Linked DNA regions of Mus musculus: region 2 is linked to region 1. A link is a contact called in public HiChIP or PLAC-seq data. All regions are on one chromosome and are shown on one strand. The core of a region is the stretch at or near the end of the contact, and the rest is flanking DNA. Distances in the headings are between cores, read along the strand shown. Region 1 has its middle 43 kb from the start of Dgkh. Region 2 overlaps Vwa8 (von Willebrand factor A domain containing 8).

The links. HiChIP or PLAC-seq counts read pairs in DNA pulled down with a chosen protein or histone mark.
Region 2: an H3K27ac HiChIP or PLAC-seq map of embryonic stem cells shows a contact between it and region 1, with 2.6 times the contacts expected there. The contact joins two enhancer-like sites. A contact is called at or near these places in 2 of 484 Hi-C or Micro-C datasets (embryonic stem cells and nephron progenitors) and 1 of 115 datasets of contacts at active chromatin or transcription factors (embryonic stem cells).

The regions. Positions count from the first base shown.
Region 1 is chr14:78,771,857-78,779,760 of GRCm38.p6, forward strand. No RefSeq gene overlaps it. Among named protein-coding and RNA genes, the nearest start is that of Dgkh, 43 kb to the left of the region's middle. Within about 2 kb of position 3,980, at least 15 of the 459 cell types and tissues checked have an H3K27ac peak or open chromatin away from gene starts, as enhancers often do. A contact at or near this core is called in embryonic stem cells, where this site is marked.
Region 2 is chr14:79,106,361-79,114,264 of GRCm38.p6, forward strand. The region is part of intron 37 of Vwa8 (von Willebrand factor A domain containing 8); the gene reads left to right. It overlaps Gm30970 (a long non-coding RNA gene), which reads right to left. Exons shown (of 2, transcript XR_383637.4): 2 at 1-877. Among named protein-coding and RNA genes, the nearest start is that of Gm30970, 25 kb to the right of the region's middle. Within about 2 kb of position 3,206, at least 21 of the 459 cell types and tissues checked have an H3K27ac peak or open chromatin away from gene starts, as enhancers often do. A contact at or near this core is called in embryonic stem cells, where this site is marked.

The DNA.
Region 1 (7,904 bases), core at 2,730-5,229:
GCTTTGACACATGCTACATTTCTGCTGCTGGCGAGATTAATTATGCCCAAAATAGAGATTTAAGACTAAGGTTATATTTGAAACTAGAAAGATAGTTCTGAACTCCACTCACAGGTACATACCCACACACAGACACATACTTAAAATTAAAGTGAATCCTTAACATGCGAAATTTTTGCAGTTCTGAGTATGTGTCTTAAAAATCATCATGCCTAATGGATGGAACTTGAAAAAAAATTATTCTGAGTGAGGTATCCCAGACCCAGGAGGATAAATATGGTATGTACTCAACTTATAAGTGGAGAGTTGCCATTAGATAAATGATGACCAAGCTACGATCCATAGACTCAGAGAAGTCAGGTAACAAGGAAGGGTTTAGGGCCGATGCAGGGATGTCCCTTGGAGGGAAAAATAGATTTTACTGGCAGACTGGGGTGGAATGGGGATGGAGGCCAGGGTGTGTTGCAGGGCGATTGGGCAGAAGGAGAAGTGTCTGGAACTGGGGAAGCATTTGTGCAGTGATGTGGACAACCTACTGCAGTAGAAACATCCTGGAATCTATGAAAGTGATCCACATGAGAACACCTAAGAGTGGGGGATCCAGAATCTTAACTATCTCTTGTAGTCAGGAGAGTCTTCCAGTGATATGACTTGATTGCATCCGAGCCATTGATCAAGGGGTCCCATGGAAAACCCCGAACAACCTAGGCTGTTGCTAAGACAAAAGGTTGCTTTGTGTAAGCTGACAGCGGGACTTCATTGCTGAGGACAACAGCCACACCACTCACTGACCCTGGAGAAGTCAAGCTGGTGTCTACATGGAACCTTCCCCCCCTATGGTCCAGTGTCTGTGGTGCTCCACAGCCTACTGAAAGAGAAATATGGATACCAAGCCAGCCACAAAACCTTTGCCCCACCGTCTGTCTTGCCTGCATCACGTACTAGGGCAATGGTGGCTCAGAACTTGTGAGCATAGCCAAAAAAAAAAAAGTCTGACTTGACCCAAGGCCCACTCCACAAGATGGAACCCACTCCTGACACTGCTTGGGTAACCAAGAATCAAAGACTAGACAGTCCAGAGAACTAGACTAAAATCAAAGACTACAGGTATAAAAAAAAATCCATAAATGATTCCTAATGATCTTCTACTATATGCATAGATCAGTACCTTATTCAGTCATCCTCAGAGAAGCTCCCTCTGATACCATGAAGGAATGCATGCAGAGACCCGCAGCCAGAGATTATGTGGAGAGAGACTTTAAATTGGAGGTCTCCATCAAATCCCTCCCCTAAGAGCTCAGGGAATCCCATGGAAGAGGAGATAGAAAGAGCGTAGGAGTCAGAGAGGATGGAGGATGCCAGGAGAACAAGACCCTCTGAATCAACTACACAGTGAGCTCAAAGAGACTGAAGCAGCAGCACGGGGCCCACATCAGGTCCTCTGCATATATGATATGGATAATAGCTATGTTTTTATGGGACTGCTGCCTGTGAGAAATAGTGGGTCCCTGACTGTCCTCCTTCTGTTGGATTGCCATATCCAACTTCAATAGGATATGAAGTTGCTCCACAGTGCTATATTTTATTTTGTGGTGTTTGGTTGTTATCTCTCGGAAGCCTTTTTTTTTTTTTTTTTTTTTTTTCTGACAGAGAGGGAGTGGACCGGGAGGGGAGGGGAGATGGGGAGAAACTGAGAGGAGTAGAAGGAGGAGAAACTGCAATCAGGATATAGTGTTTGAGAAAAGAATCTATTTTCAATAAAAGGAAACAATGTAAAAAATCATACCTTTGATGTAAAGATATGTACTTATTGATAAGTAATAGAGAAATATAGAATCTGGCAGGGGAAATCTCTGAGAGTAAGGGGCTGCAGGAGCCTTTTGCTTCAGCAGTTTGTCCTTTTCAACATGAATAAGTTTATACTAATTATGAATGACCTTGTCTTTGGAAAGCTCAGAGGACATGACATAAGGCCCATGCAGCTTACGATACAAGCTTGAGATAGCCCTGTCAGTACAGCACAGGCCTCGCAAGTATGTAGATTTGATACCCAGAGCACATGAATAATTGCCATCATGACGGTTAGTATGCACTTGTCATCCAGCGCTGCGGAAGCAGAAAGGAGTGGCTTGTTGACTTGATGGCCAGCTAGTGTATCCTAACTGATGAGTTGTAGACCAACGAATGTGGATGATACCTGAGGTGTCCTCTGACTTTCAAAGGTGTGTTCACACACATGTAAGTACATACACATACACACACGCATACACACACACACACACACACACACACATTTCTTTAAAAAACAACTTGAAATACAATGAGACAAGCCTCGACTGAAGCAGAACACATGTCCCTTAGAGGTAAGTACATGAGGGTGTAGCCCAGCTGTTGAAGCCCCACGACAGTTTGTAGTACAGTGTCACTGAGAGAAACCCACCCCACCCACTCCCTCATGGCTCTTAGGACTGTTGCCAATGATCTCCGAAAACTAGGTGTGAGGTAAGGATGACTCTGGAAGAGAAATGGCCATTTTCCAGGATGAAACCCGAAAACCAAGAATTCGATTTTTAATCTAAATCCAGAAAAATAGTCATTGTGCCATTCATCCGTCTCAATGCCTTCCTCCTTTATGCTAACCCGTGCAAAAACCTTCAAGTAAAACATTTTCCCCCAACCTGGATGGGATTAGCTTTAAAAAGGAGGGACCAAAAGGGATGACTGGTGTTCTTCAAATGTTTTTCAGCATTTCAGGTCTGCACGGCAGAACGTGTCCCCTCAGCCACTGCTCCCACAGTGTTTCCTCTTCCAGTGGTGAACGCAGACAACCCAGTTAAAATCGGGACCAGAAGGACAGTGTTTTCATCCCCACTCCTGCTGTTAGTATTGTTGTTCTTCTTATTGGCAGGACTGAAAAGAGGTTGTGATGGCTGTTGCTGCTGCTGCTGGTCAACTTGACTATGTCTGGAATTAACTAAAACCCAAGCATCTGGGCACACCTGTGAGAGAGTTTTCTTAATTAAATTCCTTGAAGCGAGAAGATTCTCCTTTAACCCAGATCATTTGTGTTGGGGATTCCCACCTTTACTCTGGGCCACACTTTCTGCTGGCAGCCTATATAAAAAGGACATGGAAGGAAAACTTTTGCTCTTTGCCTGTTTTCACTACCAAGTTCATTCCTTTGCTGGCATTAGTACCCACTTTTTAGGGGGGGGGACCCTGGCATATACTGAAGACCAGCGGAGACATCCAGCCTCGCGGATGGAACAATTACTGTTTTCTTGGACTTTCCATTGATGGACAGCCACTACATATGTATACTTGTTCTATCATTTCTGTTCCTGTAGAGAACCCTGACGAATACAAGGGTGGATGGAGATAAAAATCGTCGTTTGAGCAAGGTTCAGATAGCTAACTGGGGGAAATTAATTCTAAGATGATGGCCTAAGTGGAGCACACCATGGCACAGGGTGAGTCTGGGGGACTGGAGGACTGCAGGGAGTTGCTGAGGGCGGAGCTCCAAGAGCTTTTGGGTGTCCAGGTTGTTTACAATCCATCCGGAAAGCTAGGGAGGGGGAGGGGCTATGCAAATATTTAATTTAAATCGTCACTATGCTGCTGAGACTGAGTGTGGAACCTTGGTAGGAAACAGAACACAAAGGATTGTGGAGACACCTGGGACTTCTAAACTGCCCTGGGTGGCTTGTTCCCTCTTTTAAAAGGCAGGCTTAGTGTTAAGTATAATTTAATCTCGCCAAATAAAAAATGTCAGGTTGGTGGCAGGTAGGTGATTAGCCCATAGTTTATTTTACCCTTCCAGTGTTCATGAAATGACTACTTTCTGCTGATAATTACAAAAAGTACAGGCAGGAAACAGGCAAGGTAGCAGGTAAGGCCGAGTGGATTAGGAGGGCGAAGGGAACAGTGGAGGGATGGGCTGGCCACAGGGGGTCTGGGTTTAGCAAGGAAGCAGGTGTGGGTGGTGAACCAAAGCAGAGTTGCTGCCTGTACACTCGGGTTGCCGAAGTCCATTCACTCTTAGCTCACTGTAACCATGCTCTGCGAGCAGTGGCCTCCCGAGCTCCGCCATGCTGCTTCCGGCAGCAGGATGGGCTCCTAGCACGCTGCGGTCAACGTTTGAGGTTTGCAGGAGCCTAGGACGCTGGCGTGGGTGGGAGGATCCCTCACAAAGAATGCAAGGCTGAACCAAACCCTTAGAAGGGGTAGAACGGAAAGAGATGTTTCCCTTTATCCTTCAGGAATGCCACAGGCATAACCGACTTTCATCTCCTCAAATACTTGAAGATATAAACAGAATTAGGTTTTCTCCAGGTCTGTGACTTGCAGATGGTAACCTTCTCCTGGTTCCACAAGGCCTTTCCTCTCTGAGTGTGCTTCTTTGTATGTCTAAATCTCCTGTATGCGTTGGGCTAGCCAACATACTGAACTAAGCCCCAGCCTTCACACCCCATTCTGACATACTCTTCCTCTTTAAAGGACCCCCGTCTCCAAACACAGTCACATTATGAAATATTTAGAGGTTGGGTCTTCAACATACAAATTTTGGGGGTATGTAGCCCTATAGAGCAATGATTCCACATGTCTTTAATATATACAAATGCACACAACAGGAAATAAATCGGTATTTCAGGGGACAAGAGAGAAGGCAATAGAAATGAAATTTCAGTGAACAGGATACATTGTAAAGGAGGGGAAATGCTTAACTAGTAAGCTGAAGAAAGGCATTTCCCAAAAGAGTTAAACGGTTGTCAAATCATTTCAAGCCAATGGTAAGCTGGATTAATTGTCAAATACTTCAGCGAGACTAGTGGGGGAGTTAACTGCAGTTATTATCTCAAAAAGAACACATTTCTTTGAAATGCATTATGCTTCAGAAGTGCAGAAAAGGTTTCCTAGGAGAGACCCTTTTGTGTGGCGATGCAAATTGAGCTGAGAGTGTTAGGCGTCATTTCTGGGTGACATCTGTGGGTGAAGTCAGAAAAAGCCGGAGGCTACCTGCGGTGGAGGCAAGTGTTCTTCCACGGGAGGAGTTGAGGCAGCGTCTAAAGACAGAGCTCACGGAGTTCAGGAAAACAGAGGCAATAGGTTTAGAGTCCTGCAGGCTCCCTGCTGTTCATAGCTCACAGATCCAAATATAGCTGGCTCTTAAGTTTTTAAAACATTCAATTTGTGTGAAAATCCTTCTCTAGAGATAGCCGGAGCCTCAGTGAAATTGACTGGGAACGGTCCATCAGCCACTACCCAGATCTCTTTCAAAGGGAGCCATTTGCAGCTAGGATCCCTGGCTAGCTGAATTTCCTGAATGTAAATAAAAGACCTTCTTGGGGGGGGGGGGTCGGTGGAGGTGGGGAAGAATAGTCGTAATGAAAATAACAAAACTAAAGCGGGAGAGGAAAAGAGGGAAAAGGAAACGTGAGAGTCTGCTCTAATTCTTACTTAAGTTGCTGTTTATTTCCCAGCACCAATTCCCTTTGGCGACAGAGCTTTCACCCACGTCTTCATGCTCTGCTAAAGCCGTTCCTCCAGAGATCCGGCATCCCGGTAGTCTGAAACAATCGGACATGTGCGAATGCCTCTGCGATGCGTGGCGTTTGGCTTCTTCGTCTCTGCGAATCCATTAAGCATCTGTCTGTGTGGCATTTATGAATGCACCCCGGGTTTCATAAAGCCCCGGGTGCATCTAGGCCAGGCAGTAACCAACTTTAAACTACTTGGGTGCCACCGGGACATAACTTCATAATAATTATGCAACGGAGCATCACATTATTCACTAGGGAAGCATGCACATGTTTGAAGTTGCTTTTGCAGGGGTTGCATAGGACCTTCTAGTAAGAGATTCAAACGTTCTTTCAGCACCCATTCTACCTCACACTACACTGGCACCCATCTCACATCCTCCATCTTGCTTACAGTCTTCTGGAGGGAGCTGAAAACTTGAGGACAGCAACTCTGCTAATGCTTTTCTTAGAGGTTTCCACCTTGGGTGTTTTGTTTGAAGGGTGTTCTCTGGAGGACCACCGCTCTGCTCTGTTGGCCTGTTTGTCCAGCCAGAGCCTGAGACAGTGCACCACAGCGTTTGCCAACCTGATGGCATCCAGAATCACCTGGGAGATGAGCATGAGAGGACGCCTATGGAGATTATCTTAATTATGTCATTTAGTGTCGGGAAGCCCACCTTAACTGTGAGGAAGGCCATCCCCTGGCTAGGATCAGGACTGAATAGATCCGGGGTTCTCGATTCCCCCAGTTGAGGGTCTTTCTTCCTAGAAGACTCTAGAGCAGTGATTTTTCAACCTTCCTTATGCTGTGACCCTTTCATACAGTTCCTCATGTGGTGGTGACCCCCAACCAAGAAATTATTTTTGTTGCTACTTCATGACTGTAATTTTGCTACTGTTATGAATTGTAATGTAAGTGTCTGTGTTTTCTCATGGTCTTAGGTGACCCCTGTGAGAGGGTCATTCTATTTCTGAAGGGGTCTTGACCCATACATTGAAAACTGTATAGTTGGGAGGAAGGAAACGCATCATGATATATATTTATCACTCTTTACTTCCTGACTGTGGCTGTGGTAGTGACTAACTTGGCTGCAGAGCTTCAAGTTCCTGCTGCCTTGACTTCCCTGCTATTATGTACTTCCTGTACCTTGAACTGTGGACTAAAAGAGACCCTTTCTCCCTTAAGTTGCTTTGGATAGAGTATTTTATCACACTAGCAAGAAAATAAAATAGCACAATTCACAAGGTGATGAAATTTACAAACTAATGTAACAGAGGCTGGAGAGTTGGCTCAGAGGTTAAGAGTACTGGCTCCTCTTCCAGAGGACCAGGGTTCCAGTCCCAGCACCCACATGGCAGCTCACAACCATCTATGATGCTAATACTAACAGATCTGACACCCTCTTCTAGTCTCTGAGGGTGACAGACATGTACATTGTACACAGATACACAGTCAGACAAAACACCCATGCACATCAAATAAAACAAACAAAAATGTAACATGATGTAGCTTAGCCTCATATCTTATAATCATTTTAAAATGAACCCACAAGCAAAAGCTCACTCTGTGTCTTACTTTGTGTTCCATTTCCCAGTCACACTGTAATACCAAAAGTATGGTATTTTGCCAATGCTATCCCTCCGAGAGCAAACACCATAGCAGTGGGAATCGAGAGCGCTTAGCAAAGTGATGTCGCCTTCTCCCCACCTCTCTGTCTGTGTGATCCTGTTTCGTCTTCATTTACATATTTTATACAATATTTACTTTAATTAAATCCATACACTAGGACAATAGGTATTGAAGATATGACGATGAATACATGAACGAGCAATGCTAACTCACTTCAGCACACGCTGAGAGTGGTGTAGACTTTGAATATACCACGGTACAGGCTCCCACCTACAGAGACTGGAGTCTTAAGAAAAACATTTATGGTCAAGGAGTTTACTTGGGTGTTTGTCCGGGGAGTAGAGATGAGAAAGTAACAAACGGAGAATAACAAAATGGAGAGAAAATTCATAAAGGACAGCAGTATAAGCTCCCGTGGGTCTGAGGGCATAGGTCTCGTGGAGGTGCACGGAGAAACTGTGAAATGTGACCCCGAGGGTCCCCTGGCAGTTGACACTTGCCTCTAGGACTTTAGCTTCTTCAGGAGCCTCTGTGTTGCTTCTGCAAGCAAGGAGCTCAACTTCCTTTGTATTAGGGGACAGCCATAGGACAGCAGGGTCAGTTGAGAGAGGATGTGAAGTGGGAGTGGCTTTCCCCAGGGGACTACAAAGCTTTGCCCCAGAGCTGGAAGAAACAAAGCTTAAAGCTCTAAGAAAGGAACAGGCTGAGGAGAAGGGCATTCGTTCATGAGAAAAGGAGAAAGGGCAAATTGGGAT
Region 2 (7,904 bases), core at 1,956-4,455, 330 kb after region 1:
AGAACAGAAAGTGCCATTGTCATTGGATATGGGGACTCAAAGCAAACGAGCAAAATTATCTCAAGGACAACCAAAATATTATTATATGAACTTCCTCTAATCAAGTGTTTCTCAGAAATGTATAGCTTCATGTCCTCAGCTCAAAGTTCAGCAAGCAGACATAAGACACACTTAGTAATAAAGCAATACAAATTGGAACTAAGTGGTGTTTTGATGGGGAAACTCCCATGCCAGCATGCTGCTTTTACTCCATTGTCCCTCGATCTGTGGGATGGACAGGAAGTGTGCGCACTTGGACCATCAGGTAGAAAAACAACTTGAGAGTGTGCATCCTCAGGCTAAGTGGCCACAGTGAATTCTCAAAGTAGTCTACCACTGTTTGTGGCTTTTGGTCAAATTCCTTGGTAAATAATGAGGCAGAATACTAGTTGCTCTATTTAGGCCCACTCTGTTGTGATTCACAAGTAGACTGTACAGCCAAGTCTAAGAGTCGTTGCCAGTAATAAGAAGTAAGGCTTGTCCTCTACAGTTCCCTTCCTCGTCAACCTGCAAGCTGCGTCATCAGTGGACTCTTCACTCAGAAGGGTTCTGCTCCTGGTTTTGGAGCCTGGGAAATCTGTCTTACAGAAGTAGCGGGGAAAGATACCTAGTTCCTATTGCCCTACTTCTGGGTGCCAGCAGCTTTCCTCCGACTCTGGTGAAGTGCCCGCATCGCCATCTAGTGGCGATCAGGTATACTACACATTATTGAAATGAATGCTCACCTTTGTACGCCAGCACTTGGGAAGTCAGCCTTCTGCTTGGGAGATTTCCACAGTCCCTTGTGTGGCTTCTGTTGGGTAGTGGAAGCTCCTTTATTTAGGTCAGCAGTGATGGCCTGGAAAACAATCTTTCAAGCCATCTGCTTCATCTTTCCGTGATTCTTCTGAGTATAGCAGACTGACTGTCCTCAGACACACAGACAATTAGCTGCGCTGTCCTTGCTGTCTTTGCTGCCTCCTGCTGTCAAGCAGCATTAGCTTAGAAGACAGACTTGTTTGAGTTTTCGTTAGTGAATTCCCCGCTATATTTTCAAATGATAACACAGGGAGAGCTTACTGAACTCTTTGTATAACTTATGTTCATTAATTTGACACTCTGACGAAGAATATGCATTTTTCCTATAGTTAGAACAACTATAACAATAAATTCAAGTATCACTACAACTGGAGTCCCTAGACTCGAGAGTTATTACTTTTAGTCTATATTTTTAAAACCATGGGCTATTATAAGCCAAAACTCACCTAGTTATATTCTCAATGTTGCTTCATTTTTTTATTGTATTACATTTTTATTCTTCTAAACAATTCTATTAAATATACTCCATTTTCCTCAAAAAATCAAATCTGCAAAGCTGTCAATGACTGTTCTCATGAGAAAAGGTTGACCGATAGTAGCTTCAGATGTCACTTTCTAATAGCAGCAGGAAGTTCAGAAAGCAGACCCCATATGGCACTGCTGGAGTCTGAAGAGTGCTCACTTAACCGTGAACTTTAAAATGGATGGACTGTCCTGAGTCATCACTGCACGGGACTAGAACACACATGCGCAGCAGTCAGGACTGTGCTCAGTACACACGGGAGGCACACACTCGGTGTTGAGACAGCAAGAGATGCCCAGAAAAAAGCACAGAAGAAAGACACTCTGGGACTATGAATACATGTAGTTTATTGTATATAGATAGGTGCGTTTCTGTTGCTGTGATAAAATACCCCGACCAGGGCAACTTACGAAAGAAAGTGTTCAACTGGGCTCATGGTTCTGGAGGGTTAGGGTCCCCGAGAGCAGGAACAGCTGACCACTCACATCTAAGCCACAGCAGGAGCTGTGACACTGGGGGTGGCTGGAAGCTCTTTAAACCTCAAAGCCCAGCCCCAGTGGCACACTTCCTCCAACGACATCACACCTCCCAATCCTTCCCAAACAGTTCCACCACTTGTGCATGTGCCTGTGTGGAACACTCTCACCCAAACGCCAATGGCTACCTAATGGTTGGCAGATTTGTTTGTTTGTTTTTAGTGAGGAAAAGCTAATGCAAGTCTATCTTCTTTTTTATCTTATGTTTACTGCTTAAAACAATTTTTCAATTTAAATTTATTTTGATCATGTTTTCCCCTCCCCAAGTCCTTCTAGATCTTTTCCCCCCTTGAGTTTTTTCTCAAGACAAACAAAAGCCAGTGCAGCAACAAAATCCTCCAGTCCAGGAAAACAAAATAAAACACTACCCAAACAGAAAAGACTCACCAAACTGTAAACCAAGTAAAAAGTACATGTCTACACACACACACACACACACACACACACACACACACACACACACAGAGTGGATTCTATTATATGTTGGTCAACTACTCCTCATCATGAGGCCTGAGGACCTGGAGTGAATGATATACCCAATGTCTCAGAAAAAAAAAAAACCAAAAACAAAAACAAAAAACGGATTTTCCCGCCAGCAGGTGTAAGTGACAGTTCTGTTGTCAATGGTTGGCCATTTCTAGCCATTAGCTCAGTAGTTTTGCAGTTTTAAGAGTTCAGTTGGACAAGAAAGCCTATTTTCAGATATAATTGCTACTCTTCTATTTAAACTTAACTTTTTCCCAATATCCAAGCAGCTATCTTAAGATCTTTTAGTGATATACAGTGCTCTGTTCAGTTTTCAAAGAAAGCATGGTCCACTTATTCTTTGTTCTTTGCTTTGGCCAATAACTCTGGAGACAGGCTGCTTCCGTGTGTCACTGTTACAGAATGCTTCAAGCCTTGTGTGATTGTTGTTGTGAAATGTAAATCGGCAATAGCAGGAGCTGGGAGTTCTGGGCAGCCAGTGCTGAAGTGCTGAGGCATCCCCTGAACAATCTTGCCACTCAAAAGGCTTAGTATAAAAGAAAGTTTATTGTCAGGGAAAGAGTGGGGATCAGGGACCTGGAAATGGGTAGAGGCAGAGAAGGGACAGAGAAGGACAGAAATTGAGAAACAAGGGGAGGAGAGAGAGAGAGAGAGAGAGAGAGAGAAAGAGAGAGAGAGAGAGAGAGAAAGAGAGAGGCAGAGAGAGGCAGAGAGAGGCAGAGAGAGGCAGAGAGAGGCAGAGAGAGGCAGAGGGGCTGGGCTAGCAGGCAGTCCTGTTTATGGGCACCTGGTTCACACCTGGCAGGCAGTGACACAAGCTGTTGCTAGATCACTGTTGGGAGGAGCCCAGCAGAATTGTCTGCAAGCCAACACTTACACACGTGCTGTCTGTGGGAATCTCCTTTTCCCAGAAAAGCAATGCCTTTCACAGTCTTTTGCAATTTCCTGCTGTATCTCTATTCATGTATAAGTACACCTGGCTTTTACTGTTTGCTTACATGGTGACCCTTGGGCTATGCCTATAATCACTTTTCTATTGTTTATTCCTGCTAGAGAAATCCATAGGAGTAACTTTTGGTTCTGTAAGATTCTCAGGAGTACCTACTGAGAATGTAAGCTCTCCTGGCAGGTGTTCCTAGGATCTGCTGATAAGATGGCTGTCCTGGCCACTGCGGACAGGGGGTGCTAATGATGTATGCCAAGTTCTGTGGTGTAAACCTTTCCTCCCTACTGTTCCAGCTACCAGAGGTTAATGGTCTATTTACAAAATTCCGGGATATTGTGTATGCAGTGATCTCTCACAGGCAGGTAGGGTTTGGTTCCTATGTGCCATCAGCTGAACTATCTTTATGCCCAATCCTTTGAAAACTGATGGTTTCTAAAAAGAAGGCAGACTGCACTGTGTTGTGGATAGCCCTGGGGCTGATTATATTTGATGTTAATTCCGTTCTCTAGTGAGTGCTTGTGAACGAGGAATGAGTCAGCACTCAGGTGATTTCCTGTAAACCTGCTTCCCACCTTCATTTGTGAAATAAAGGAGAGCTGATGCTTGGGCAGGTAAAAGGGAAGGTGGAGCAGAAGGTGGGGAGAGAGAAGGAGGTTTGAGAGAAAGGCAGTGCAGAGGAGGAGGAAGAAAATAAAGCAGAGCAGAAGCTCATGGCCTGGAGAAACCACAAGTTCTAAGGGATCTCATAAGATGTGGAAGATGGTAGTGTAGTGGCAGATCTGCCCAATCTAGGCGCACAGCATGTAATCATATTAACTGAGTTGTGTTGTCATTGCCAGGGCATATTTGGGTTGGAGATTTACTGCAACACAAGTGTCTTGCTCTCTCTGGGAAATATAGAAACCACGGTTGTCTCAACTACAGATAGCAGTGTCTTTTAGAAACAAAAAACAAAAACAACAACAACAAAAAATAAAGCAAAGCAAAACAGAGAAACAAAGAAAATCCTTTTTTCCTGTCCAGTGCTGGATTGAACAGAGCCTCACACATCCCAGGCAGATGCTCTCAAGCCCATCCCCAGCCTAGTCATACCCCAGGAGCAACATCTGCGGTTGAGCAAAGAATTAGAAAGAAGACTGCCTCCCAGTGACACTCCTGTATGGGGACTGCCTGTCTTACATGCATTGCAGTTCAGAAACAGTCACTAGTCAAGTTTTCCACCCCTCCAAGGATTCCAGTCCATCACAGCATCAGAACAATCACATCTCATACAGTGAAACCAACAAGCACTGCCCTAAGAAGAATCGGGAAGCTGATGATCCTTGGAGGCTATGAGTTTTCAGCTATATCTTGGGTGTATCCACTGAGAGAGGCAGCCCTAGGGACTGAGCCCTATATTTAGTGAAAGAGCCATATAAACTGTGCATATCCACTGAGAGAGATGGTCCTATACACTGTGCATATCCAGTAAGATTATCAGCTATATACACTGTGCATATCCACTGAGAGAAATGGCCCTATAAACTGAAAATTGTAGCTGTAAGAATTCTAAACAAGTATCAAAAATAGAAATCCTGTCTTGCCTCCAGACTCTGAAAAAAGCCTAAGGCAGTCTTCAGCATCTCCTCTTCACACCATCATCAGAATCTCCTCTTCACACCATCATCAGTACCATCTCAGTTCCCTTCTCTCCTGCCGAGCCTTAAGATGGTTGTATCCCCACTGTCGCATTAGTTAGATCGGGAAATAAGGGAACGATATTAGCAATGTTTATTAAATGTGGGAACTATATTAGCAATGTTTATTAAAAGTGTAAGGAAGCAGATTTAAAACATGCCCATGATGTATTAAGGTGTCACAGAGGCTGACAGTCCATGCTCTAGAAGTGTTATGACTCTGAGCAGTTTTAATATGCATTTAATGTGGGCAATACATCACGGTAGCTACAGAAATAAACTTTCTTACCATTACCTTTCTAATAAAACTATGATTTATTTTTACCCGTAAGCAGTATAGCCTATTTTTTAAGAGTGTAATATTTGGAGTCAAACTGACTTTAGGTCTGGGTCTCTAGTTGTATGTGATCTTTGGCAAATTCCTTATGCTTTTGAGATTTCACTTCCTTGTGACCTGCTGATATTGCTGTTTATACATGGCAGAGTTCTTGTGAGAATGGAATACTTTCCCCCGACACAGAGTGTAGGTGCTCAGGAAACAATAAGATTTAGAGACTTAGAATGTAAGGAATATTGGGCTACAGAGTTGTTTAATGTTTATGTGGAGACAAGGCCACTGTAAAATGAAATGCTATTACCCAGATACCCACTAGAGAACCAGAACCCAGTGGGCTGTGTAAGTCATCATCTGCCCTGGTATTCAGTCCAAGCTTTGTTTATAATCTTGCTTAGAAAATGTTTTGTCAGACCCAAAAACGGAATTGAAAAAATAATCTTTGCTTAAGCCTGTCAGCTTGAAGAAGAGCAGAGGATCAGCGACAGGACCATGGTCAGTAGAGAGCTGTGCTTGTTAAGTTATTCAGTCGACAAGCTAGAGCAAGACTGAAGCGCACTGCAAAGTACACAGCAGCAGTGGCGGAGGCAGTGGCACGCCTGAGGCCAAGGGCAAGGGCAAGGGATTGGATTCAGAGCTGTGCTGTTTTAACACACACACACACACACACACACACACACACACACACACACCTTTAATTTAGCATTTGTCAGCTCAAGGACTTGAAGGCTGAAGTTTGGCCCATGGCTGACACTAAAGTCTAGCGGCCCATCAGGGTCATTTAATTGTGTGGCTCTCCTCCATCTTGATACCCCCAGCAGCTAGCTCTCTGCTACCTTACAGGAGGTGGAGTGGTCAGAGACTAGCACAGCCTGGGCTGGGAAGACTGGAGAATCCACCGTCCCCTAGGCTCCTTAAATAATGTGACTACCAAGCTTACGTTCCACAGACATGAAACCAGGGAAACCCTCGCTGACAGTTGGCAGGACTGAGTTGTGATGCAAAGATCTAGAAATCCCTCCAGATCACTATGAAAAACCCACAGATCTGCAAGCGCTACCTTTATACAGTGCCCAGCCCCTCCTGCCTTACCCTTAAATATCAATGGATTCCCTCTTACCCAAAAGCTGGGCAATAAACACATAAAGCAAAGAAAGATAAACTTTGAAGAAAGGGGCTGGGTGTTGGAGACAGGAGGAACACATGTTATAAGGTAAAAACAGGAAAATAACTCCCTCAGATTAGAAAGGCAAGAAAAATTCTATGATGAAACAAAACTATATCCCTAATTAACTTAGGAATCTTCAAAATATGAGCTAGACCTCTTGGAGGCAGAATCTGTAGGTAGAAATAAAAATTCAGTGGAAGGGAAGAGACATTAAACATCCTAGAACCAGCACACATATGCACACTGCACACGCTTGAAATAACAAAAAGAAAGCCAGGCATGGTGGCGCTCCTCTAATCCCAGCACTCAGAAGGCAGAGGTAGGCCTGTCTCTGAGTTTGAGGACAGCCAGATCAAAAAGAAAAAGAGGGTTGGTGAGGAGAGAAGAAAAGAGAAGAAAAAAAGAAAAGGGGGAAAAAAAAGGTCTTTTTTTAAGACAGGGTTTCTCTGTCCTGGAGCTCAGTCTATAGATCAGGCTAGTCTTGAACTCACAGAGGCCTGCCTCTGCCTTCTGAGTGCCAGGATTAAAGGCATATGCCACCACCACCTGGCAAAAATTTTTTGTTCTAATACAAATTTCAGAAACAGAAAATGAAAGAGCAGAAAATCATACCAAAATGTAACTTAAGGAAATTAGCAGGTGTTCAGAATAACAAGCAAAAAACACAAATTCACATATTTTCTTCCTAAAAGTTTAGAAACCCCGTGGATAATGAAACTCCTGACAGTTTGTAAATCAAGGGGAGTGGAGAACAGGTTACATATATTTTAAAATGTGACAGGAATGCTAATGGCATTGGGTCATAAAGGGGGAAAGTATTCCCAATCCACAATTTAATAGCCGGCCACACTCTGAGTCAAGCGGCAGGCTGACTAGATACCTGCAGATGCTCAGACTGCAGAGCGTGCGTTTTCAGGAATTACTGTGTGGTGTGTTCTCACCAAAAGGACAGAGTGGACAAAATATGGCTAATGCTGGGAATGACAGGGAAGGAGTGTTTCAAAATTGGCTTGGTGTCGGAGAGCAGCAACAGCTAATCCAAGAGGAAGTGAGAGAGTGAAGAAGGAGCGGGAGAGGAGGGAGGCAAGGAGCATGGAGAGGCAGGGGCGGACTACCAAGTGTGGACACAGGCTGCCGACATGATGAACGGTCCTGCTGGAGGGGCTCTGGATTCCTAGCGCTAATCCATCACGTGGAGGTGAGAAGCAAGGACTGGTCAGCAGAATATTGGTTATGAGAATAGAGAAACTGCGGTACAGAACAGTATAGTATAACATAGCAACACAGTTAAAAACGAGAGATGCTGTGAGAATGTGAAGAAAGGGCTGACAAGATGGCTCACCCAGTAAAGAAGGCACTTCCACACACACGCATACACACATACACTCACACACACAC